7 separate regions of the Mus musculus genome follow, and all the other regions are linked to region 5. A link is a contact called in public Hi-C, HiCAR-type, HiChIP or PLAC-seq and promoter capture Hi-C data. All regions are on one chromosome and are shown on one strand. Each heading gives the region's core, a stretch centred on a gene start, on an enhancer-like site or on the middle of the called end of the contact. The rest is flanking DNA. Distances are from core to core; before and after follow the strand shown.

Evidence for each region. Promoter capture Hi-C pulls out the DNA fragments that hold promoters and counts their contacts. Hi-C and Micro-C count contacts between places; a contact is called where the count stands out from the background. HiCAR-type assays count read pairs that join an accessible place to other places. HiChIP or PLAC-seq counts read pairs in DNA pulled down with a chosen protein or histone mark.
Region 1: a HiCAR-type map of astrocytes shows a contact between it and region 5, with 4 times the contacts expected there. The contact joins the enhancer-like site here to the promoter of Vapa in region 5. A contact is called at or near these places in 3 of 39 promoter capture datasets (the 3T3-L1 cell line, hippocampal neurons and second pharyngeal arch cranial neural crest) and 4 of 115 datasets of contacts at active chromatin or transcription factors (acute myeloid leukemia, astrocytes, large pre-B cells and 1 more).
Region 2: a promoter capture Hi-C map of pre-B cells shows a contact between it and region 5, with 7 times the contacts expected there. The contact joins the promoter of Fer here to the promoter of Vapa in region 5. A contact is called at or near these places in 8 of 39 promoter capture datasets (the 3T3-L1 cell line, cranial neural crest, frontonasal cranial neural crest and 5 more), 2 of 484 Hi-C or Micro-C datasets (both in embryonic stem cells), 4 of 115 datasets of contacts at active chromatin or transcription factors (SST interneurons, astrocytes, embryonic stem cells and 1 more) and 3 of 9 other capture datasets (adipose tissue, embryonic stem cells and liver).
Region 3: a Hi-C map of B cells shows a contact between it and region 5, with 14 read pairs. The contact joins the promoter of Pja2 here to the promoter of Vapa in region 5. A contact is called at or near these places in 11 of 39 promoter capture datasets (the 3T3-L1 cell line, 3T3-L1-derived adipocytes, cranial neural crest and 6 more), 10 of 484 Hi-C or Micro-C datasets (B cells, CD4 T cells, CD8 T cells and 6 more) and 7 of 115 datasets of contacts at active chromatin or transcription factors (cardiomyocytes, embryonic stem cells, epiblast stem cells and 4 more).
Region 4: a contact with region 5 is called in a promoter capture Hi-C map of pre-B cells. The contact joins the enhancer-like site here to the promoter of Vapa in region 5. A contact is called at or near these places in 7 of 39 promoter capture datasets (the 3T3-L1 cell line, cranial neural crest, hippocampal neurons and 3 more) and 4 of 115 datasets of contacts at active chromatin or transcription factors (astrocytes, embryonic forebrain, epiblast stem cells and 1 more).
Region 6: a promoter capture Hi-C map of liver shows a contact between it and region 5, with 2.6 times the contacts expected there. The contact joins the promoter of 1700016K05Rik here to the promoter of Vapa in region 5. A contact is called at or near these places in 2 of 39 promoter capture datasets (liver and stem cell-derived epiblast-like cells).
Region 7: a contact with region 5 is called in an H3K27ac HiChIP or PLAC-seq map of embryonic stem cells, with 6 times the contacts expected there. The contact joins the enhancer-like site here to the promoter of Vapa in region 5. A contact is called at or near these places in 7 of 39 promoter capture datasets (the 3T3-L1 cell line, the HPC-7 cell line, cranial neural crest and 4 more) and 5 of 115 datasets of contacts at active chromatin or transcription factors (astrocytes and embryonic stem cells).

What each region holds. Positions count from the first base shown.
Region 1 is chr17:63,807,134-63,810,231 of GRCm38.p6, forward strand. No RefSeq gene overlaps it. Among named protein-coding and RNA genes, the nearest start is that of Fer, 55 kb to the right of the region's middle. Within about 2 kb of position 1,763, at least 26 of the 459 cell types and tissues checked have an H3K27ac peak or open chromatin away from gene starts, as enhancers often do. A contact at or near this core is called in astrocytes and stem cell-derived neural progenitor cells, where this site is marked.
Region 2 is chr17:63,862,373-63,865,697 of GRCm38.p6, forward strand. It overlaps Fer (fer (fms/fps related) protein kinase), which reads left to right and starts at 1,609. Exons shown (of 19, transcript NM_001037997.3): 1 at 1,609-1,683.
Region 3 is chr17:64,330,077-64,333,286 of GRCm38.p6, forward strand. Pja2 (praja ring finger ubiquitin ligase 2) reads right to left here and starts at 1,807. Exons shown (of 10, transcript NM_001025309.1): 1 at 1,720-1,807.
Region 4 is chr17:63,930,436-63,933,379 of GRCm38.p6, forward strand. The region is part of intron 7 of Fer (fer (fms/fps related) protein kinase); the gene reads left to right. Among named protein-coding and RNA genes, the nearest start is that of Gm52300, 38 kb to the right of the region's middle. Within about 2 kb of position 1,331, at least 26 of the 459 cell types and tissues checked have an H3K27ac peak or open chromatin away from gene starts, as enhancers often do. A contact at or near this core is called in pre-B cells, where this site is marked.
Region 5 is chr17:65,611,651-65,614,863 of GRCm38.p6, forward strand. Vapa (vesicle-associated membrane protein, associated protein A) reads right to left here and starts at 1,905. Exons shown (of 6, transcript NM_013933.3): 1 at 1,570-1,905. The coding sequence starts at 1,648.
Region 6 is chr17:66,713,168-66,716,211 of GRCm38.p6, forward strand. It overlaps 1700016K05Rik (RIKEN cDNA 1700016K05 gene), which reads left to right and starts at 1,289. Exons shown (of 2, transcript NR_151453.1): 1 at 1,289-1,436. The region is part of intron 21 of Ptprm (protein tyrosine phosphatase, receptor type, M); the gene reads right to left.
Region 7 is chr17:63,827,451-63,830,443 of GRCm38.p6, forward strand. No RefSeq gene overlaps it. Among named protein-coding and RNA genes, the nearest start is that of Fer, 35 kb to the right of the region's middle. Within about 2 kb of position 1,676, at least 9 of the 459 cell types and tissues checked have an H3K27ac peak or open chromatin away from gene starts, as enhancers often do. A contact at or near this core is called in embryonic stem cells, where this site is marked.

The sequences.
Region 1 (3,098 bases), core at 513-3,012, 1.8 Mb before region 5:
GAACACTGCTATATTGAGGACCAAAAGACAGAGCATGAGTCTTTGGGAGGACATTTCCCACCCAAACCATAACACGACGGCCATACAGAAGACACAGCACAACAGTGAGATGCAGGGATTGAGCCCAGCACCAAGGAAACAAAAACAGAGGGATTGGTAGAAACCACAGGAAACGCTGGCAGATGGCAGTAGGGCATTGTCACTGATCAGGTCAGCCCCCACGTCCCACAGACACTAAGATGGGGATCCTTGTTTTCCTTCAACATTTCACCTCAAAAGGATAAGAGAGGCAACCCTGAGTTGTGGAAGGTTTATTCTTGAAAGAGCCATTGCAAAATTAGAATTAGAAATTTTGGAATGTAGATGCTTTACAGAGCAGGGAGAAGCTAGGTGAGGAGGCACGGGTTTGAAGTTTGTCAAGCTGAGACTTGCCAAAATCAGTCCAAATTGGTGTGAGCTTCAGAAAACTGAAATGTAGGGATTTTGGGTTTTGTTTGTTTATTTGTTTGTTCTGGAGTTTTCTTCCTAACTCTAGGACCCACTCCAGTCCGTGCCTACCTCTGCACATCAGGCAGCCATCTTTTCAGGTCCCCAGAGGATGTCCCCTCGCAGCAGCAGAGTAGTCCTCGGTGCCCTCGAGGCGGTCCACATAGCTCTCAGCTACTTCAATGCCGAATTTCAGACACGATGATTTGTAGGCAGCCTATGAACCAGTCTGCCTAAATATTTTAGATAGTTTTCTTTCTGGCACATTCTTCATCTGATCAAACCAACATGTGGTCTACATGAAAGGGAAGGGAAGGAATGCCAGAAACAGAGAGAAAGACATAATCCTGGCTAATTTCTCAAGCCTATTCTCTGCCATTATTAATGAATAACTGATTCACTCAACAAACACAAAAGCATTAAGATGCTTAAGTCTGTGCATTCACATGCTAATTAAGGAAATCAAAGATGCATCTCATTAGCTTACAGGCTTTAGAGTCTGAGTTTGGCTGTCTATGCAGTGTAGTTTGTGTGATATTCAATATGCCTGCTTGAATCGGAGCCCTAAATTCGAATATTAAATATGTTTTTCTCCAGGAACACTCAGGATTAGAAAACATGTTAACGTTTCACTTTTTAAAATATACTCCACATTTTTAAACACTTCTGATTGCATTTTATCATTAGCTGTACGAGGCTCTTCATGGTTTAATTTTTTTCCTTGACCTTTTTGATAATGACATCCAGTGAAAAAGAATAGAACAGTGTATAACAAACTACAGAATGCAGTTGTTGTGTACATGAAAAGACATAGCATATTTCCATAATAATTATGTATAGATTATCTCTATATACCTGAGACATGGGGCATATGGTAGAATTCCTAGAGAACTTTTATTTTTGAATATGCCTTCAGTGTTCAAATCAGAAATAAGCACCATAAAGTCATGCAATGATTTCTAAAGAGACTGAGAGACAAAATATCAAGACTTTTGAAAGAAAGCCTTGCAGTTTAAAATAACATATCAAGACCAGCAAACATTAAGGAGGTTGAACCTCAGTTCATGGTGTTGTCATGGCAACAGTTTTTTAAAACAGAAAATGAGGACAAGGATGAACAGAGTTTAAGTCATGAAAAGACCAAATCCTTATTGTTTTTTACATTTTTTTTCCCCAGTCGCTAAGTTTCTGCAGGAGATACCTCTAGACAACAAAGTTCCTCCCTTCTGGATTTTTCTAGCCTCTTTGCTTCCTAAAGGCTTCCTGATATCGCTCCCCACCCAGCCCCCTTGAGCCTCTCTGCTTCCCTGGCTACTGGCCGAAAAGTGTGTGCAGTTCAGAGGCTCCAAGAGAGGTTCTCAGAAGAAAACAAAACAAAACAAAGCAAGCAATTGGATGTTTTTCAGCCCCCTGAGTCACACTTCAATGTTCCAGGTCTTGTGCTTTTGGAACTGAAACGGAGAAGACCCACCCACCCGCCCCGCCTGGGGCCTCTCTGATTTTAAGCTCTTGAAAACACCACACATTAACTTCAGTTCTTAGTTCCAGGCAAACTGAGGTGGTTAGTCACCCTACCTACTGGAGAGGGCATCCTGGAAGCCCTCTTTTCCGATCCTTAGATTTTGATTTTCCTGTCTAACTCCCCAAAAGTACTACACCCTTGCACCCAAAAGGCTTGTCAGGTGTGTCACTGGGGCTAGTGTCAAAGGCCACTGCATCTTTTACAGAGTCAAGCGCCAGCTATTCAACTGAGCGCCGTGTAAAAAAAAACGGTTCAGAACGTACCTTTAAGGCTTTTTAGTTGGGCGCGGTGCCTTGGGCACACTCGCCATCCCAGCTCTCAGGATGTGGAGGCAGGAAGATCAGGGATTAAAATTCATCCTGAAACAGATGAAACCCTGCCACAAACCAGTGTATATGCAGATATACAAAGAGACTACTTGGCTGATTATGCCACCGTACTGTGTCTTTTGTAGTCCCAGTTCTAAAAATGAATCACACAGTTGGCCGGGCAGTAGTGGCACACACCTTTAATCCCAGAACTTGGGAGGCAGAGGCAAGCAGATCTCAGAGTTTGAGGTCAACCTGGTCTATAAAGTGAGTTCCAGGACAGCCAAAGCTACACAGAAAAAAAAAAAAACCTGCCTTGATAAACAAACAAACAAACAAAACCAAAACACAAACAAACAAGAATATGACTGTTATAAATAACTTATATTCTTCATGTATATCTACATGAATATGGAAAATAAAGAAACAATAATCATCTGATGACATAGAGGTGACAGCTAACACTTTGTCATCTCGATGTCTCCCTTTATGTACTAACGCATATGTAGCATGTATATATATATATATATATATATTAAATGCATTTTAATTTTCTATTCTATTTTTCTCTTGAAACATTTGTTAATAGACTAAATACTTGCTCCTGCTGTTCCCATTCCTTCAAATGTGCTAAAGCTCCTCCTATCAAAAGAATGGTCTATAGAGATGGGACTTGGGAGGTGATCGGGTTTGCACATGACCATGAAGGGAGGGCCCTCATTGTGGAATTACTGCCCTTCTAAGAAAGGGCTATAGAGCTCATACTGTCTCTCTGTCCCACT
Region 2 (3,325 bases), core at 359-2,858, 1.7 Mb before region 5:
TCTTTATAGATGAGTAGATACAACCCATTATTTAGATTTTCATATTGAACAATAACTAGTCCTCAGGTAAGACTACTTGGCTCTGTTTGTCACATCTATGGTGGACTTGTTGGGGTGGCCAACAGAGTTAGCTAAGAGAAAAGGCAATCCTTATGCCTGAGGTAGTTTCAAAATTTGGAGTTCTAGAATTTCTCAGAAACTGGGTGATAAGGTGAACTTCTGCTATCTGTGAACTTAGAAAAACACCGACTCCCAGGTTTGTTAGTGGCTTCCCATAGCCTGGCTGAGGTTCATCTAAGGTTTCAAGTGCTCTAACAACGATTCACAACTCTTGTGCATTCCACGTTCTTGAAAAAGATATTCCTGGACCATAAATCTGACAAGAGAACTTTATAATTGTTTTCTGAGAAAAAGGGGGAGAGACTCTCATCCATTTTCAACTGTAAGATATCTGTGTCCTTAAAGTATGTTTTGGTTTCTTGGTCTTTGAAACTGACTTAAGTGAATAACCATTTAGAATTTTAAAAAGTATTAATTCTTCTTTGGCTCTAATCTAACTCAAAGGTTTAAGGGTGGGAGGGGAAATGGAGCTGTCAGACTTGTTGCAGGCGACGAATGTGAATGTGGCTGAGCTCACGTACAAGAGGACACTGCCTTAAAAAGCGTGCTACAGCAATCCCGAGAGTGACGCTCCATGAACACCTATCACAGAGCTCCAGATCACCTACTAAGATCTGTTCAGGTCCACCTTACTCCTGTTTTGTACCAAATTGGCAAAGGAGCGCTTCGGAAAACAGCCCTCACTGGAAGAACACATCAGTTTAGGCCCTCGCTTTCTAGACTTTCCTAGAGGTAAGTACTTTCGAGGGGACCGCTCCCAGGACTCGCGGCTCTCTTTGCAGAGCATCCTCATGTTTCCAGAGAATGTCAGCTCGTTAGCGTCTGACACTGCAGGCACAGGAGCGGGAAAGGCAGTTCTGAGCACACCGCAGAAACGCAAAGCCGATTTAAAGGAATCCACGTTACAGCACACGCAAGCAGAGCGCGGGAAGGTAGAGTTCGCTGCACAGCCAGCTCGGGGTGGGAAGGAGAGCCGGCCCTCGCCGGTCCCCCGCGGGCGCTCCACGTTTCGTCACACCTCCTTTCCGGCAGGGCCGCGGGGCTGACCCTTCCGGGCGGCCTCAGCTTATCACCCGGACAGGCTACTTCCCGGCTTTGGCCCCGCGAGTCTCCGGAGTTTCCTGTCAGGCTCCCTCGGTCTCCGCGCCCATCCCACCGCTCAGGCCGACGGCTGGGCTCGGAGAAGCGGGATCTTCTACGCGAGAGACCGCAAGAACAAGCTTCGACGGGAAACAGCACGCAGGGCGGTGGCCACGGCCCACGCCTCCTCACGCCCGCAACTCCAGCCTCCGCCCACTCGCTGAGCTCCGCCCCTCGCGGGTCCGAGCCAATGGGCCGCGCCCGCCTCCTGGGAGGTTGTAGAAGAGGGGGTTGGGGCCGGTGGCAGCGCCCGCCCCTTGCTCCTTCTCATTGGCTAAACTCTCGGGGTGCCCGGAGACCGGAGTGTAGCGGGATTGGCTGTCGAGCCTCGCAACGGTGGCGCCTATTGGCTGGAGCAGTCCCCGTGACGCCGGGTGGCGACTGGCTCCCGGGTCTGAGGGGCTTCTGCTTGTCAGGTTCTAGGTAGGTGCGTTTCACGCCGCCGTCCGTAGGCACCGTTGCCCGGGGCAACGCCCCGGGAGGTGGGAAGGAGGCCGGAAGGCGAGCGCAGCGCGGGGGTAACCGTTCCCGCCTGCAGGGGGGCGCCGGGCTTTTGGCCCAGCGGACGCGGGCTGTGCGGAGGCGCTTCCTCTGCCCTCAGCCAGCTCGGTCCCCTGCCGGGGCTGCGGGGTCACACTCGCCTCATCCTACCCGCGCGACGGAACGTTCCGGGTTGGGCTTGGGTCCGGGCTGCTCACCCGGCCCGCCAGGCCCGCCCCTCCTACCCGCCCGGGACCCGGAGGCTGAGGGGGCGGTGCCGGCCGTGGCGGGCGCTTGGCCCCGCCCCGTCGCGGGTCGCGGGTGTGCGGGGCGTGGGGCGGGGTTGGGAGCTGCTGCGGTGGGGAGCCCGCACCCTTTCCCTTCTTGCGCTCCTCCGACGCTCGCCCACGGTGCCCACACCCCTTCTGGTCTCCTCACCCGTCGCCGCCCTCTCCTGTGGCACCCAGCCCCGAGAGTTCCCGCAGCCCCTTTCATCAGGACCCTCTGACCCTGTGTCGCCTCGCTTCAGCTTCACGTCCCACTGCCCCTTTGGTTCAGGGCAGCCTTTCAGAAGTCCGGCCCAGGGAGACTTCTGGAGGCATCTGGACTTGTCAGGGGTGATTTTTTCCCTAAGGGCTTTTTAGGGGTCTGAGGTATTTGGAGGCACCTTTGTGTCTTCCTTGGACTCCTCTTAAGATCAGCCCTCCGAAAGGAGTTCATGAGATTAGTTTTGGTAAGAGCTAGGGCTCCTTTGAACAATTAAGTTTCCATGAGGTGGTCGCTTGGAACTCTGTGCATTTGTGATTTTTGTTGGGCATGCCATTGCAATTTCAGTTTGTTCGGGCAGCCTTTCATTTTCAATATCTTATGACGTAAGAGCAATGAGGCTTTTGATACTTTTACTTCGGAAGAAGCTGTATATATTCACAATGGTCTCACGGTCACCCTAACATATGCTACTCCAACATGTACAGGAGTTTTCAGGCATTTTTCAGAAAGAACCTTCTCAACCTGAAGTCACCGTATATAAACGTCTGATGTCAGAGAATCTAAAGATAAGGCCCACAGTATTTTAGTGGTTAACATCTAAAAAATACTTTGCAGTCCATCTGTGAAATAAGAACAGGTTTAAAGGAAAAGTATTGCAAAATACATGGTGTGGTTTAGGGACTATTTATATACACACCTGTGTAGGCTTTATAATGGTGTGTGGAAGAGCCAAAGGATGTAAAAAGGTTGAGTGTCCCTTTTACAGCCAAGAAAAGATTTTCTGATAGCCCTAGAGTTGAGGGCTTTCAAAGGTCCTGGGGATGTTTTCAGAGTACATAGGCATTCTGGGAATCACTTTCGGTTCTCTTCCATAAAAGACCTTTGGCAAAGATCTGTTTCTTTTCTGCATTGACAGTATTAATACACACTAGCGAAGATGATGTACTATCCAGCTTCTACTCTACTTCAGAGGTTGAAGTCATTTGTGTGGGAGAAATAATCTAGGGTTTTGTAGACAGAATTCTTGAATTTCATTCTTAGTTGCCATGTGGCTCTAACTTTTCTGTGAACACTTTTTCTGCTAGCATCAAGTAAA
Region 3 (3,210 bases), core at 557-3,056, 1.3 Mb before region 5:
CTGTAAAACAGTTCTAAGAATTTATGTGTAATCTTATTCAAAATAGGGTTTTTAAATTTTAACTCACAAGTGGTCTGAAGACCACCTAGAAGAAACACTCAGGAAATAGTAATAATATCTTTAAAAAGAGTAATAATAAGGGTTAGATGGCTGTCAGATTTAAATACTCATACCCTTTACTTCTGCAACTGTACGTCTGGATCTGTGCTCCAGAAATGATCACACAGGTTTTTCCCCCTTATTAAAACAGTGTCTGAGTCTTGGGATAGAGGCAATATACTAGAAGGCAAAGTGGGGGCTGCTCTTTTTACATTACAGTCTTCCACACCGTGAAATGTTCTAAAATAAACGATTCAGAGCTTACAGTTCAGCATCAATCAATCAATACGTGAGTTAGTTACCTTTAGTATAAAGCATAACTTTCAACTGCAAGCACTGAAACGGCTTTCAGTAGGAATACTTAATTAAAGTCCATCAAATTAAAGAAATAGGATGTACCCTTAGATAGAAAAAGTATTAGGGAGGCCTACATAAAACGGGAGTCTATGTCCAAGATATATAATTAGAAGAAGCAAGCTTTACACAAATGTGCTCAGCATAGCCCTCACCCCCATCCCTGAAGGAGACAACTCTGCATGTGTGTGTATCTTTCAAGATGCGTTTGTGAAAGCACTTGGAAAGATGACCACCAAACCGAAATACTGGTGGGGCACTGAAGGATGAAAATAGTCACATATTAGTATTTATTTAATACTTCTCTCTTTATACTGCTGAATTTTACACGGAGGGTGCATGTCTGTAATAGAAGAATAAAATTATTTCATATAAAAAGACATGAAATCCAGAAGACAATCACAAACATGTTACGTTTATTTCTGTTATTTTTTTACGTTCCTGTATACACTCATCAAATGACCTGTTAAGTCTTCAGCAATGACTGCCATCTTAAAAGAAATAATAGCAAATATTTCGTGATAAAAATAGAGTAAGGCCTCTTTAAAAAAAAAAAAAAGAATCGTATACTTGACAGAATGAGGATCGTCAAAGCAGTTGTCTATGTAGACATACAATTTTTTTTTTTGTTTTATTTTATTCAACTTGGTCTGGGCAGCTTTCAACTCACCATTTTTAATGTGCGCAAAAAATGATAAACCTGGAGGCATCTTGGGGTGGGGGTGGAGGTGCGGGTGGGGGCGGGGAGGGGAGCCCTGAAGGTGCCTCTGACAGGCGTGCTGGGGCCTAACGCTGACCAAGAAGACGGTAGGCCACTGGCACTGCCTGACAGGGTGCCTGGGCCTCGGTGACAATCGGGGAGGACGCAAATCCGGGAGGCAGGGATGGAAGGCGTGCCGTGCCGGGCCGGGCAGGGGCCCCGCAGGCCTAGTGCGCCACGGTCCTCCGCGGCGGGCCTGAGGGTGGGCGGCACTGGCGGGCCGCGAGGGGCAAGGCGCCGGGTCCTTGACCAGGGCACCAAGGACAGCAGACAGCCGGCGGGAGCGAGCGGGCGGCGGGCGCGGCGGCTCGGGCTAGAGCGCGGCCCCGGGCGGGATGGCCGGAGGCCTCTCAGTCGCCAACCCCACCCACCATGGCCGGCCACGGCTCGGTCCGTTCCTCGGAGACCCCCGAAGCCGAGGCGCCTGGGCAGCGGCTCCCTCACCCAGATCCGCTCTGACAGAATCAGCCAGAATGGAGAGAGAAAAAAATAAAAATTGCCCTCACCGAGATGTGCAGCGGCTCCAGAGCGAGAACAGCGCTCGATCCTCCACCCGCCACCACCGCCTTCTTCTCCGCCTCCGACTCCTCCCCCGCCGAACGCGCAGCGGCTGCAGCGGCGGCGGCGGCGGCGGCGGCGGAAGCAGAGGTGGTGACGGCGGCGGCGGCGGCGGCGCGTCCCGCCCCTTGCGCTGCGAAGGAGGCGGAGGAAGGGAGCGCTTTAGCCCCGCCCCCTGAGGGCGCAGCCAATAGACTTCACGGCCCTCTGCAGGGGGAAAAGCACGCATCCAATCGCAGTCCTAGAAGTAGGCCTACGTCATGGTTGGACGTGGCAGAAAAAGGGAAAATAACTGGGGCTGTCTCTCTGCCTGGCGCCTGCAAGCTCTCTCCCAGGCCCTTCGCGGATTGGCCGAGGAGAGTGGAGACGCGCTTGGCTCCGCCCCCTCTCTGGCCCTGCGCCCGCCCCTGCAGCACTGCGACGTTTGGGCGGGGGCGGGGCGCCGAGGCCCGATCCACTGTCAGGCCTTTTGTGGTTTGGCTGGGAGAAAAGGGCGGGGTCTCCCGAAGGGAAGGGGGTGTGGAGAGCTGAGCGCAGGACTGGCGCAGTTACACTTCTCCCTCCATTCCCGCATGCCCCCCAGCAAAATGGAGGTGCAGAATTCGGTTCCCAAGGCTGTGAGAAGTTACCCAGTATTTGCAATTTGAAGTACAAGAAAAGAAAATCCGAAACCAGTTGCAATTCTGATAGCAGCGAGGGAAAGAAACGTACGAAGAGCTTGTTTGCTGTGGTTCTCTGTGGTGCGTGGTACCCGCCCACCACTGGTCAGACCCTCGCCCTGCTCTCTGATTCTGTTTGTATAAAGCAGCTATAGGTGAGATGTAGATTTGGCCTGACCAGAGTTTAGCAGCTGACAGCTAAGTTATATCGGGTGTCAGGCTCGGAGTTATCAGCTCTCGTCTCATGCAACCAAAATAAATACAACAGCTGGAGTCCCTGGACACCTTGCTTAATTTAAACCCAGTCACAGTTTAAGTTCGTTATGTCAGTGATGCACATGTCCCCTTTTCTCATCCTGAAGCCTGCCTGCTTCTCTGATTACAGCCTAGCTCTCTTCTCTTAACTCCCCGCCCCCACCCCCAGCTTCATCACCCAGAGCTCAAAAGCCCAGGATATATTTATCACGTGGCCTCCCTACCCACACAGATTAAGAGCCCCACTTCTTGTGATGTCCTTTAGCTGTAAAATCTGCCAGTGAACTGAAACTACTTTTTCTACCATCGATGTAAAGAAATGATTCGACATTTCCCATAAAAACACGAGAAATTGCTAGACATTTTGTGAAACCAAGTTTAATTCCCAGAATACCCCAGTAGCATATATTTTACCCGCCCCCCAAATTACTCTTTTACATGTCTCCAAGTCCTTGCTCTCTTGAAAGAGAATGTATATTTTAACTAATTTTCCTTTAGAGTCTTGAAGATTGGTTCAGTTGAACA
Region 4 (2,944 bases), core at 81-2,580, 1.7 Mb before region 5:
TATGTAAATAAAAGATGCTTTGTTCTATTTTGTTGCTGGTGTGTATATGTTTTCAAGGCTGACCACTTAGCCTTGGACAATTAGGGCTGTTCCCTAGGGGAGGTTAATCCCCCCCCCCCCAGTAATTAATAGTCGTGACAGTAGATTGTTTTGTAAGGTCTATGACCTCAGTTTGCTAGGGTTCTAGTACCAGACATTGTTCTTTTCATAGTGGGTGGGATTTAAGCTCAACTGGACAGTTTTGGCTGACTCATGCAAGACTGTACCTTTTGCACTTTTATGCGTTTCTTGTTCTGCTGGTCATTGTCCTGGAACATGGGTATTTCATCTGGGTGGGACTGTTTAATTGCTTCCTGCCCGTGGCAGCACGCATAGTGTGTTCAGGAACTATGGAAACTAGGCTGCAGGAAAAGGGCTTTCTGGTCAGATCCAGTGCTAACTATCTGAATCCTGTGTCCTAAGTGTATGCTGGCTTTAGCAGCAGTAGAGCCCTAACCCAAGAAAGGCAACGGAGAACTACATCCTGTATTGTTTGAGGAGTCACTTGAACTATGCTAACCAACCATGAGAAATGACTTGTTCCCCCCCTCCCCCTACCAGGTAGTGGGTCTTTGTGAGTCTATGGCTTTTGGTAAATCATTGTCAATCCAAGTGGCTTCACTGATTTTAAGATTAAAGTGTGTGTGTGTGTGTGTTTGTAAATACACTTCTATGTATTGTGCATGATGGAAGGTAAATATAAAACAATACAATCTTTGAGATTTTTATCAAGCAACCTTGGTGTTATTTGGCCCTCACCTGTCCTTCTCTTTCTGTATTGACTCCCCTCACTCTTTGCAGTTGGAGTCACCACCTGTTACTCTGTCTCACTTAAGTCTTGCTCTTCCCCTCCCAACCTGTAGTCCCTTTATATTGTACTGGCTTCTGTGGTTACTCCATGGTGTATGCACACATCTGAGGATTTGGAGCTAGGAACTGCAGATGTGAGAGAACATGTGCTGTTTGTCTTTCTGGCTTTTGTCACTCAATATAACCTTTTCTAGACCCTGTCTGTTTACTCACAAATTTCAGTTTTCTTTACAGCTGGATAGTATTCCATAATATATTTGTGTGTGTGTGTGTGTGTGTGTGAAATCACAGTTGCATTATTTATTTGTCGGTTGGGTGAAGGACATTCAGGTTGTGTTCATTTCCTGCCTTTTGTGAGTAGGGCAGCTGTGAACATTGCTGAACAAGTATCTGGAGTTAGATGTCAAGTCCCTTGGGCCTATGCTAAGCAGTGGGACAGCAGGGCCATTTGGTAGCTTCCCTTTTAGCTTTTCTGAGGCTCTTCCATGTGATTTGCATGGTGGCTGTACTAATTTGCATTCCACTGAAGGTGAATTAGGTTCCTCTTTCTCCTGTGTTCTCAGCTGTTTTGTCTTTCCTAGCTATTCTGGCTGGGGTTAGATGAAGTCTCAAAGTTGTTTTAATTCACATTTCCCTAATTGCTGTGAAAATGAATACTTCTTAGGAATTTTTTTAGCCACTTTTCTTTCTTTTATTAATCTGTTTAGAGCCACTGATTTTTTTTTTAAGTTTTTTTTAAGGATTTTTTTTTAAGTTTTTTTTTTTTTTTTTAAACTGGGTCATTTGTCATTTGTTTCCTTAACTGCGTTTTTTGAGTTCTCTGTGTGTTCTGATGTTAATCCTCTGTCAGATGTATGGCTGGCAAAGATTCTCTTCCTTAGCTGTAAGAAGCTTTTAGTTTTATGAGGTCTCACTGCTCAATTGTTGGCCTAAAAACCTTGGTTAATGGATTATCATTTATAAAGTCCTTCCTTATGCCCGTGTCTTGTCAGATGCACTGCCCATGTTTTCTTTAGCACTTTTAGTGTTTGAGGTTTTAAGTTTAGGTCTTTGGTCCACATGGATCTAATTTCTGTGCATGGTGATAGATACGGGTCTACCTTTATTCTTTGGCATATGACGTCCACTTTCCCCAGAACCTTTCATTGCAGGTGCTGCATCTTCTCCAGTGTACTTTTTTCCCTTTTTCCCAATTATCAATCAAGTGGTTGTAGTTACAAGTGTTCATTATTCCACTGTTCTGCATGGCTGCTTTTATGTCAGTGCCATGTTGTTTTTATTGCTATAGCTCTATAATGTAGCTGAAGTCTGGAATGGAAACCGCACCAGGAAATCTTCCTTTTGCCCAAAGTTGCTTCAGTATCGTTTGTCCTTTCTACTTCCATATTAACTTTAGGCTTCCTTTTTTCTGGGTCTGTCAAGAGTGCCGTGGGCATTTTGATTGCGATTGCATTTAATCTGTCACTTGCTTTTGTTGGAAAGTTGTTTTCACAGAACTAGTTATACTGACCATGAACATGAGATGCCCTTCCAACTTGTGGTGTCTTCTCAATAGCTTATGTGAGAGGATGTAACTTTTTACCATGGTAGTCGTTCATCTCGTCCAGGTTTATTCTAAGATGTTTGGCTGTTGATGCTACTGTACATAGGCATGTTCCTATGACCTTAGTAAGGTTGTTGTTGATAATACAGAAAAGCTACGGATTTCTTTTTTAAACGGTTGAGAACCACTGCCTAGCAAGGAAGTGTCTGATCTGGAATTACCCATAGGAGGCTAGGTAGTCACTGTTACCTTCCTGGGAAGAGACAGACACAGCTTTCCAAGAGCTGTTATCCCATGTTGCTAGCCCTTCCTAATCAAACCTCTTTCATTGTCTTGCTTTGAAAGTCTGAAGATTATTTTAATATGATATAATAAGTGTGTGTGTGTGTATGTTTATGGGAGAAATATTTCCACTAAGGACTGAATCTATTTCATACAGCCATAAATTATTTGGCCCAGAATACATGTAAATATTAATTTTGTATGCTAAATTATCATCGAATCTAATGCAAAGGATACTTCTCAGTATAATATGTGAACATCAAAGTAGTT
Region 5 (3,213 bases), core at 655-3,154:
TACTACAGTACTATAAGAACTTCTCAGCAAACCCCGCCCACTCCCTCCCCCCCTCCCCCCCCCAAAAAAAACCAATCAGGCAATACAGAAATTTGCTGCAGGAAAATACACACTACCCGAGGTTCTGAGACACTGTCTAGTGTCTCCCTTGTAGCCCGGGTTGATTTCAAACTTTGGATGGTTTCTGGACTTCCAGAATGCCGGGATTATAAGTGTGGTTCACGACCCAATTCCAAAGATATTAGAGCTGCCTTAAAATCACAATCAAGTTCTTGTCTAGTAAAGAGAAACTTGTGAATGTACTGAAACACCTGCAGGGCATGTGACTAGCAGAATACCCAATGTTTATAAGCCCTAAAACTATTTAAGATATAAAATCTTTAAGTGTCTGGAACTATTTTAAATTGTTCCCACAAGGACAATTCAGCTATTTTCATTTGGACTAACTCTTACACTACTATTAATGGGTTTACTTTTTCTCTTAGTACTGGAATCGATGTGCGCCTAAGGAAAATTGTTTTCATCAGTTCCTGAAATTAAAACGCAAGGTATTAACTTTCGGGGGGGGGGGAGGGGGGCACTTTACATTTAAAGATAGGAAGGATCACGTTTTCTCTTTAGCTCCATTCTTTTGGTTCTCCTTAAAATAAAGTAAATTGTTCTGTGTAACGTTTCGTTTCCTACACACTGAGAAGGCAAACCGCCTTGGATCTGAACAAGAATCACCAAGCCACTGTCTATCACAGTCAATGCTCCAAAGTCAACAGTTCCAGAGCTGTGTGGCACCTTAGCAGCTTTCTCGGGATACGCAGGGAAACCGCAAGCGTAAGCGGGTCACAAACGCTGAAAGAATTCTTCAGTAAAGACAGTGTGCACTCAAGGACTGGGTCCTCCGTACCTAGGGACAATCCGAGCTGACACAAGGGACCCACTACCATTAACCTCTGACCATGCATGCCCCAGCTGACGCACAGCTTTCTGCCGCGCGCCTGGGGGCCGTGCCAACACGCGGGGTCAGTCCCAGCCAGAGACTCTGCTGCCTGGTCTCCCGGCTCAGCCAGAGTCCCGCACCTGACCGGGAAAGACTCCGGGCGAGGCCGCGACCGTGAACGCCTCCTCGCCCGCGGCGGACCGCGCCTGCCCAAAGCCGCCGAACGGCGCCCACTGGCGCCCGCCGACTAGGGAGCTCCGGCTCCCAGTCGCCCTCCCGCACCGCCCGACCGCACCGCGCCGCGCCGCGGCCGCCCCTGGGGCAAGGACGCCATGCGGGCCGGCGGGCAAGGCGCGGGCGGGCTCCCACGGCGCCCCCGCGGGGCCGCAAGATGGCGGCGGAGCCCTCCGCGGCGCCCGGCGGCTCCCTCCCCTCCCCTCCGCAGCGCAGCCCAGCCCGGCCCGGCCCGGCCCGGCAGCGGCGGACGGCGAGGCGCGGGGCCGAGGGACGCAGCGGGGCCGCGGCTCCGACGCTCGGCCGGGGCGTGGGGGAGGGGAGCACGGCCCGGCCACCCCGCCGCCGCCCGCCAGCCCCAGCCCCAGCCTCAGCTCCGCTCCGGAGCGTCCCAGCCAGCCTACCTTTGAATTTGAGGTCTGAAGGAGGGTCGAGGACCAGGATCTGCTCGTGCTTCGCCATGGCCCCGGAGGCGGACGCCATAGGAGACAGCGCAGCGCAGAGCGGGGGCGCGCCCGCGGCGGCGGTTCGCTGGCGGGGGCGAGGGGACGGTGGCGGCGCCGGCTCCGCGGAGCTCTAGGACGGGGCCAGGCTCACGATTCCCGAAGCTCCGCGCCTGCTGCCGGGCCGCGGGGGTCCCGAGGGCAGCCTGTCCGCTCAGCAGCTCCGGGTGTCACAACTGACTCAACCCCACACCAGCCGCCGCGGCCACGCGCACTGCGATCCTCGGCGCCCCACGTGACGGGCCCTACGTGCCTACGTGCGCGCCCCCGCGGCCTGGAGCCCTCGTGCTGGCCCCGCCCTCCGGGCCTAACTGGGGGGTGGGAGGGGTCAACGCTGAGCTAGTGCGCCTGCGCACCTCCGACTTGGCCGCAGCTCCGGGCGCCGCGCCGCTGTCAATCTCCGTAGAGCAGGGTCGGGGGGGCGGAGCGGGGCTCTTTGCGGGGAGACGCGGTGCACGGCGCCCCGGGAAGGGGGTGTCGTTCTTGGGGCCCTGGAGCTGCGAGTGCGGGGCTGGAGCGCCGACTACGACGCTACCTCACGGCGTTCCAAGTGGAATTCCGAACGGAAGAGAGTCATGAAGCGCCGGGTACCTCGACTCCCAGCATGCCCTGTGCGGGCGGCGCCTCCGCGGTGGCTGCTGGGAACCGGGAAGGCGACCTGGGTCCGTTGGAGGCGAGTGGGTGGGGCCGCTGACGCGGCTTTTGGCTCGCCGAGGGCGTCTTGTCTGCCCTGGAAAAGAGAAGGGTTTTTGCAGGCTGCCTGGAAGCCAGGCATCCCAGGAGAGACCGCCCTTTGGGAGAGCGGCAGGGCGTGTCCCTCTGGTCTGCTGGGGATTCCTTCCGCCCTCAGCGAACGTGCGCTCCGTTCTGCCTGCTGTTCCAAGACTGCCTCCTCCCCATCTCCCTCCTGCCCAGCCAAAGGAAACACATCTCGCTCACAAGCGAACGAGTTCCAGGGGAAATCTGTGCCAGGCACAGTTTCTCTACAAGGGTAGAAACGAAATCTCTGTTCCTACAGCGTGGAGTTCACGTGCTGTATCTACAGTGTGGTTCACTTCAAACTCATACCCAAATCTGTTTGCCACATTCTCGTGCTAGGGACGAATTTTATCTGTATCACTTAGGAGAGCCTGTACCAAATGAGAAAAAAAAAAAAAAATGCCAAGCAAGTTGCTGACAGATATTCAGCCCCTTGCCAGGGTATCCAGGGACGGGAAGAGCAAACAAAACAAATGGATGTGCTGTAAAAACCTTTATTGTGTCCTATGGTGCTGCTTGAATTTAAATCTCTAGGAAGCTCCGTGCGAAACAAAGCACATATTCATGCTTCTGCCACGAAAAGGCACTCTAGATTGCTTGGAAGTAAATGTCGAAATGAGCAGTCTAGAATACAGCTAATTAGACTTTTTCAACTTGCCGCCCCGACACCTGAAAAACTTTCATGCCACTCGAGGTATATAGGATATAATAGTGGTATAAAGCAAACATTGGTCGTTTAAAAAAAAAAGTTTGTTTTCTTTCTTTGAATGCTTACTTTGTATCCTA
Region 6 (3,044 bases), core at 39-2,538, 1.1 Mb after region 5:
CTGTCTGCCTCCCGACCCTCTGGCTTTGCTGTGTTCATTCCTGTGCATCTGCAAGCTTCACATTCCACATTAGCATTTAAGGATCCTTGCATTTTCCCAGTAAATTCCCCTTTGACTTTAATTAGCTAGAACTGATCTCTACTGCACATGGCCTAACAATCCTCATAGGCGTTCCTCTGAAGAGAGGGAGGAGTCGTCTAGAGTACTCCCTTGTCAACTTCTTGGCTGTTTTTTTTTTTTTCTTGTTTTAAGTGGCTGTCTTTGCATAATCTCCAATGTGTCGCCTGTTCATGGTCCTTCCTCATGCAAACCCTTGGGGACTTTTGATAGCAAGCTGTTGAAACTCCATTCTAGAAGTGCACATTCAGCAATCTGTGACAAAGCCTCGGCTCTCTCTGTCAACATGGAACACATCTACAGCATGCCTGCTGCATGGCCTGGTTGTCTGTGTCCCCAAATCCTATTCATCTTTTTTTGGATATGTACTGTCCCAGTCCCAGTGCAGGTACAGCAAGCTTCGGGAACATCATTTGCAGCCTTAGCTTCAGGTCCAGATGAGCCCCAGCCCTGACCCTCTGGTATGAGTCCCACATCACTCTGTGAAACCATTGTCACTGAATTTAATCATGTTACCGGTGCCCAAGGACACAATTTACCTGTGCAGCCTCAGCCTGTGGTGACTGACCACACCCTCTCTACACAGCTATGCTTGATCACGGGCAAGCTCTTCTCTTGTCTGTGATTTTCTTTTGCCATTCCTTTCTCCCTTTTCTGTATTTTTATTTGCTGTCTCCAATGGCTTCTCTTCTCATTCCCATTTCTGCTTTATGCTAAATGCTCTCACTCAACACAGCTCCCTTCCCAGTCATGCCTGGAGTCTAATCCCCAAAGTCTTATGCTAACAGTATTACAAAGACAGTGAGTGAATACCACTAAGAGCTTTAGAGATGGAAATCTCTGAGATGTAATCAGAGTGAATTATGTCTTTGGGGTAGATATTGTGTGTTTGAATTCCAGTGGCTTTAGAATGAATGAGGGAGAAAGACTCTTAGTGTTTCCCACCATCTTGCGCGCGCTCAACTGGCCAGGAAGAACGATGCTGCAACAGGATCCTTCTGCACACGTTTATTGGGGGAGCTTGATTGTAGAGGCAAAAAGACCCTGAGCCCAGAACTGGTGCTGCTTACATAGGCCTAGGAGAGGCGTGTCTCACATCTGATTGGTTAACTTGTCTTGGCAAAAGAACCTTCACTGCCTATGTATGTGTGGTGGCCAGAAGTAGCCAACTGCCACTTTGCAACTGCCACTCTGCAACGGCTTCCCACACCACCATGATGTGGTGAAGCCAAGGGGGTCTTTGCAAGACCCTGAACAGTGTTGTTGAGATGATTAGACTCCAGAGCTATGAGGTTTAATCAGCCTCTTTGCTTTGTAAGGTAGATTCCCCAGGGACTTTATTATAGTAATGAAAAAAACAGACTAATATAGCATCCGATCACTGAACACAGCCACCCACATATGTGTGCGTGTTCACTCGTGTACTCATTAGTATAATCGTTGTTTTGACACTTCTTAGATCGTGCCTTGTCTGCTCATCTTGATATTCATGTCTGGCTTAAAGCTGAGGGTAGAGAAGGCACAGCAGATGGTGGCAAATGAAAAGGAGACCCCAGATTTTGCAATACCTTCAGTTCACCTCTTTCCTGAGACTTCCTCGTGTCTGTCTTTCACTCGTCTTCTCAAACTCCACATGTTAAACAGCCATTCAGCCATTTCCTTAAATCTCCAGCCCTTTCTTGGAGGATGGGGTGAGGTAGGAAGGGATTTGCTAGGTACTTGGTTATTAGCCTTCACATTAACAGTCCAAGACACAAAGCCAAAGATCCAGGCTCATATCCAACTTCTCACCTTTCCTTAATGATGCCCATTCCCAATAATATTCAGACTGTGATCTCCCATAAACACGCTATCACTAGCCACACCAGCTTCTTGCTGAGCCTGCTCTCTAGTGAAGAGCCCATGGCCCCTCTCCAGCTGCTTTTCCGAGATTACCACAGCCACCGTTTTCCTTGTCTTCCTCCCTCCCTTATCACCTTCTTCCTGGCTATGTTATTCTGGCTGGTCATGGATCCTCCTGCCTGAGTAGCCGGGACAACAAGTGTACTCTACTGTGTCTAGTCGGAACTGTGTTTCTGCAACGCTAACCAGAACAACTGATTCACTACTTCGACGACTTCCAGTAAGACAGACATTCTCCTTTTACCGCTCTCCATTGCAGACCCATTTCAACAAGCTCTGAACTAGATTCAAGGATCAGAGTCTCCATTCCATGCTAAGACAGATGCACCAGGCCGTGGCTTTCTCCTCCTGCCACCAATTCTCCTTTCTGTGGCTTTCCATCCTATTTGCAAAAACGATTTGTGTCCTATTCTTGCCAATGGAAGTTGTTACTCCTGGGAGGGTTCAGCCTCTTGAGGCCACCTCCAAGTCCTGTATTCCATATGCAGAGCCTATCTTATTGGCACAATCACATTCTGACTTAAGTCTATCACAGTTAATTGTTTGTTATACTTGGGTTTCTAATACATCTGGTGTGCTATGAAGATGAGGGAATTATACATATCTTTCTACTTCTTGGTGCTATGAATTCAGTAACTATCATTAAATGACCAATTAAGTACACACTAAGAAGGGTTAGCAGGCCTGGCCCTAGATTAATTTGTAAATTAGACAAATTCGTCCTCTTGGCTGATATTCTGTGATGTTTTAGATTCTCATAAGGGAACTGAGTTCTTTAGGTAGAGCCCTCCTCATAGTTCAGTGGTGCGACGAGGGATTTATTTTTCATATATTCTATATTTTCATAGAGGCCACCAAGTCCCTTAATTGCTGTCCACAGAATGGCTCAGTAACACTGGGTGTCTCCTTCCCTGGTGATTGTTTTGTGGGAGTTGACTTGGAGGACAGCAGTGCTTAGAAAGTTACTGTGAGAGGACACTGCTGATACCTTCTCTCATTTTTAGTTATAATAGTTTGGGGCATGA
Region 7 (2,993 bases), core at 426-2,925, 1.8 Mb before region 5:
GGGACTGGTACTATTGGAGGTGTGGCCTTGATGGAGTAGGTGTGTCACTGTGAGTGTGGGCTTAAATATCCTCAACCTAGCTGCATGGGGGTGAGTATTCTGCTAGAAGCCTTCAGATGAAGATGTAGAACTCTCAGCTTCTCCTGCACCATGCCTGTCTGGATGCTGCCATGCTCCTGTCTTGATGATAATGGACTGAACCTCTGAACCTGTAAGGCAGCCCCAATTAAATGTTGTCCTTATAAGAGTTGCCTTGGATGTGGTGTCTGTTCATAGCAGTAAAAACTAAACTAAGATAGCGATCTTAACTAAAAATTAAAAAAAAAACAACTTTACCTAGAATGTGGAGAAGGAGCTCCGCCTTCAGGCTCTCTGTGGACCTAGCTGGTACTTGTCTCTGGCCTCCAGCCTACCAGGGTACTCTGCACAGTAAGAAGCCTATGTCTTAAAAAAAATCTCCTTCTCTTTCTCCCACCTTCACGCATACATGTACACATACACAGGCTATTGATTCTTTCTCAACAGAAATCTGACCCATAAGACCATCATCATTTATGTATTTTCAAAATTCACTATTAAGAAATGAACAAATAGGAATAATGAAGAATGTATTTATGTGGGCTGGAGCTGGCGCAATGGCCCAGTGGTTAAGGGCATGTGCTGTTCCTCTGGAAGATTTGGGCTTGATTCCCAGCACCACATCATGGCTCACAGGCATTTGTAACTCCGGTTTCAGAAAACCTAATGCTCTCTTCTGACTCCTCCAGCCCCAGGACCACTCATGGTCCACAGACATATATGGAGGTAAAACAACCATGTACACAGAATGCAAATATTTTTAAGAGAACATGCTTACTGATCTTTGAAGTTATTTTGAAGCTAACTTAACTTGGTATATACAAGTATAGAAGACTAAGCAATTTAGAAATTATTTCTTTTCTTCTGAACTATATCTCAGCTCGAGGAAAAAGAATACATCCCTACCTCCCCAGCCTTCCAACTTAGTTTTCTGGTTTGTTTTGTTTTTGCTTTTGTTTTTTGTTTGTTTGTTTGGTTGGTTTTTTCTTTAATAACAGCCTAAATCTAATTTATGCTAATCACATATTTCTAGAAGTGGGGGCCATCCAGTAGATCATGTTGACCTACCAGGGGCCCTACAAAAAAAATGTATGAGAAGCCACCAACTGTCATTATCATCTCTATTGTGAGTCAGGCTCATATAGGAATGTTGACTGGCTGAATCTTGTGCAGACCCACCCACAGCTGCTGTGAGTGCTGTGAGTGTGTGGTCCTGCCTCGTCCCCTGGGAAGATGAAGGCAGAGAGACTGCAAGGTTAAGCCCTGCTTGGTACAGAGTTAGTTCAAGGCCAACCAAGAAAAGATCCCATTTTCCAGATTAAAAGCAGTCAAGGATTGGGGCTGTAGCTTCATGGAATGGCACTTACAATGACACTTACTGTGACCCTGGTAAGCTCTTCTCAGAGGATTGTTTCTGAACAGAGAGGGTCATAGTGGCTTCTCTCTTCCCAGAGTGAAGCAGAGACTAGAGAATTAAATGCCTGGCCTCTGACAGGCACTCTGAGGATGCCAGTTATTGCTATTCCTCACAGTTACTCCAGTTCAGGCTTTAAGAATGCTGTTCTGTGTGAGCCCATTGGTTCTGCCCTGATTGCCCCAGTTCAGTTCGTTCCAAACTGTTGGTCACGCCCCTTCCTGGTATGTCTTTGAGGCAGTGTAAACAAAGACTCCCCAGTGGGCCGGTTATTTAGATGAAGTGGATAAAGCTCTAAAGTTGCTATTAATTTAGGTTTGGCGATAGAGGAATGAGGTATCTCTCAAGCATTTCTAGCTATCACAGAATTATGAAACTAAGTGGGGATGTGGAAAGCTTCTACAAAAATCACGAAAATGTTCACGATTGACATTTTAATGGCGTTTAAATATATCCCTCGGGACATATTTGCACTACTCATGCCATATTTGCGTTTCACCCAGGGTAGAGTGAGTTTTGTTTTGTTCCTCGTGTAAAGAATTTTACAGCCAACCTGTAACATCAATTCCTAGAATGTGTTGTTCTCTCAGGGACACGGAAGGATATATGTAAAAGGACACACTGTAACACTGAAACTCCACACTAGGTCTTCATATCATACACACCCTCGCCTACAGCTGAGAACAGTTAATCAATGCACAACCAGTTGGTGATGGGGAACAGTCTATGGTCAGCATCCTTGCTGTCTTGCCCACAGGAAGAAATGGCTTTTCTCAAACTCTTCTTAACATCTTGGGTCCTGGATGGGCAGGTGCTTCCGTTCCACCAGTGAATAAGTGGGGTGGAGGTGGATATGCATGGAGGAGTCCTTCATGGTGAGTTCTTCATAGTGAGAAGTCCTGCACAGTGGCTCACTGGTGTTTGCTGCTGGTCTGAGCTCAGCATTCCACTGTCTGGTTATCAGTTTCCTCATATCTGGAGGAGCAGATACGGTAGTCGGTCAGTGTCCGGTCACCAGCTCCAGCAGAACCTAGGCAGTTGGCTCTACTTGTTTGGTGAACAGCAGCAGTTTTCAGCCTTCTGCACCACAGTGTTTGCCCCCAAAATCGACATCAGCTGGCAGATCTCAGGCTTCTGTTCCTTGAATCCATCTAATCGTTTTGTGAGTACCTGATTTCCTGTTTTAAATTCCTTTCTAGCTAGTGCTTAGTGGCATCCTCTTCCTGCATTGAATTCTATATGGATGTCAAGAATAATGAACGGATATATGGGCTTTGGAGTGGCATTCAAGCACTAGAGTAAGCTTTGAAAGTGGGAAAGAATAAGGTGTGTGTAATAACACCTGTGATTATTTATACACAGCAGAGAAATCTTACGAAGTTATGTTAAAAAATCAATATTTATTTTTAGAAAAACTAAAGTGGTTTTGAGAGGCTTATGTTTTTTTGCATGGGTCCCTTAAACTGTTTAAAAATCATTTTCATGAAATATGTGCTTTTCT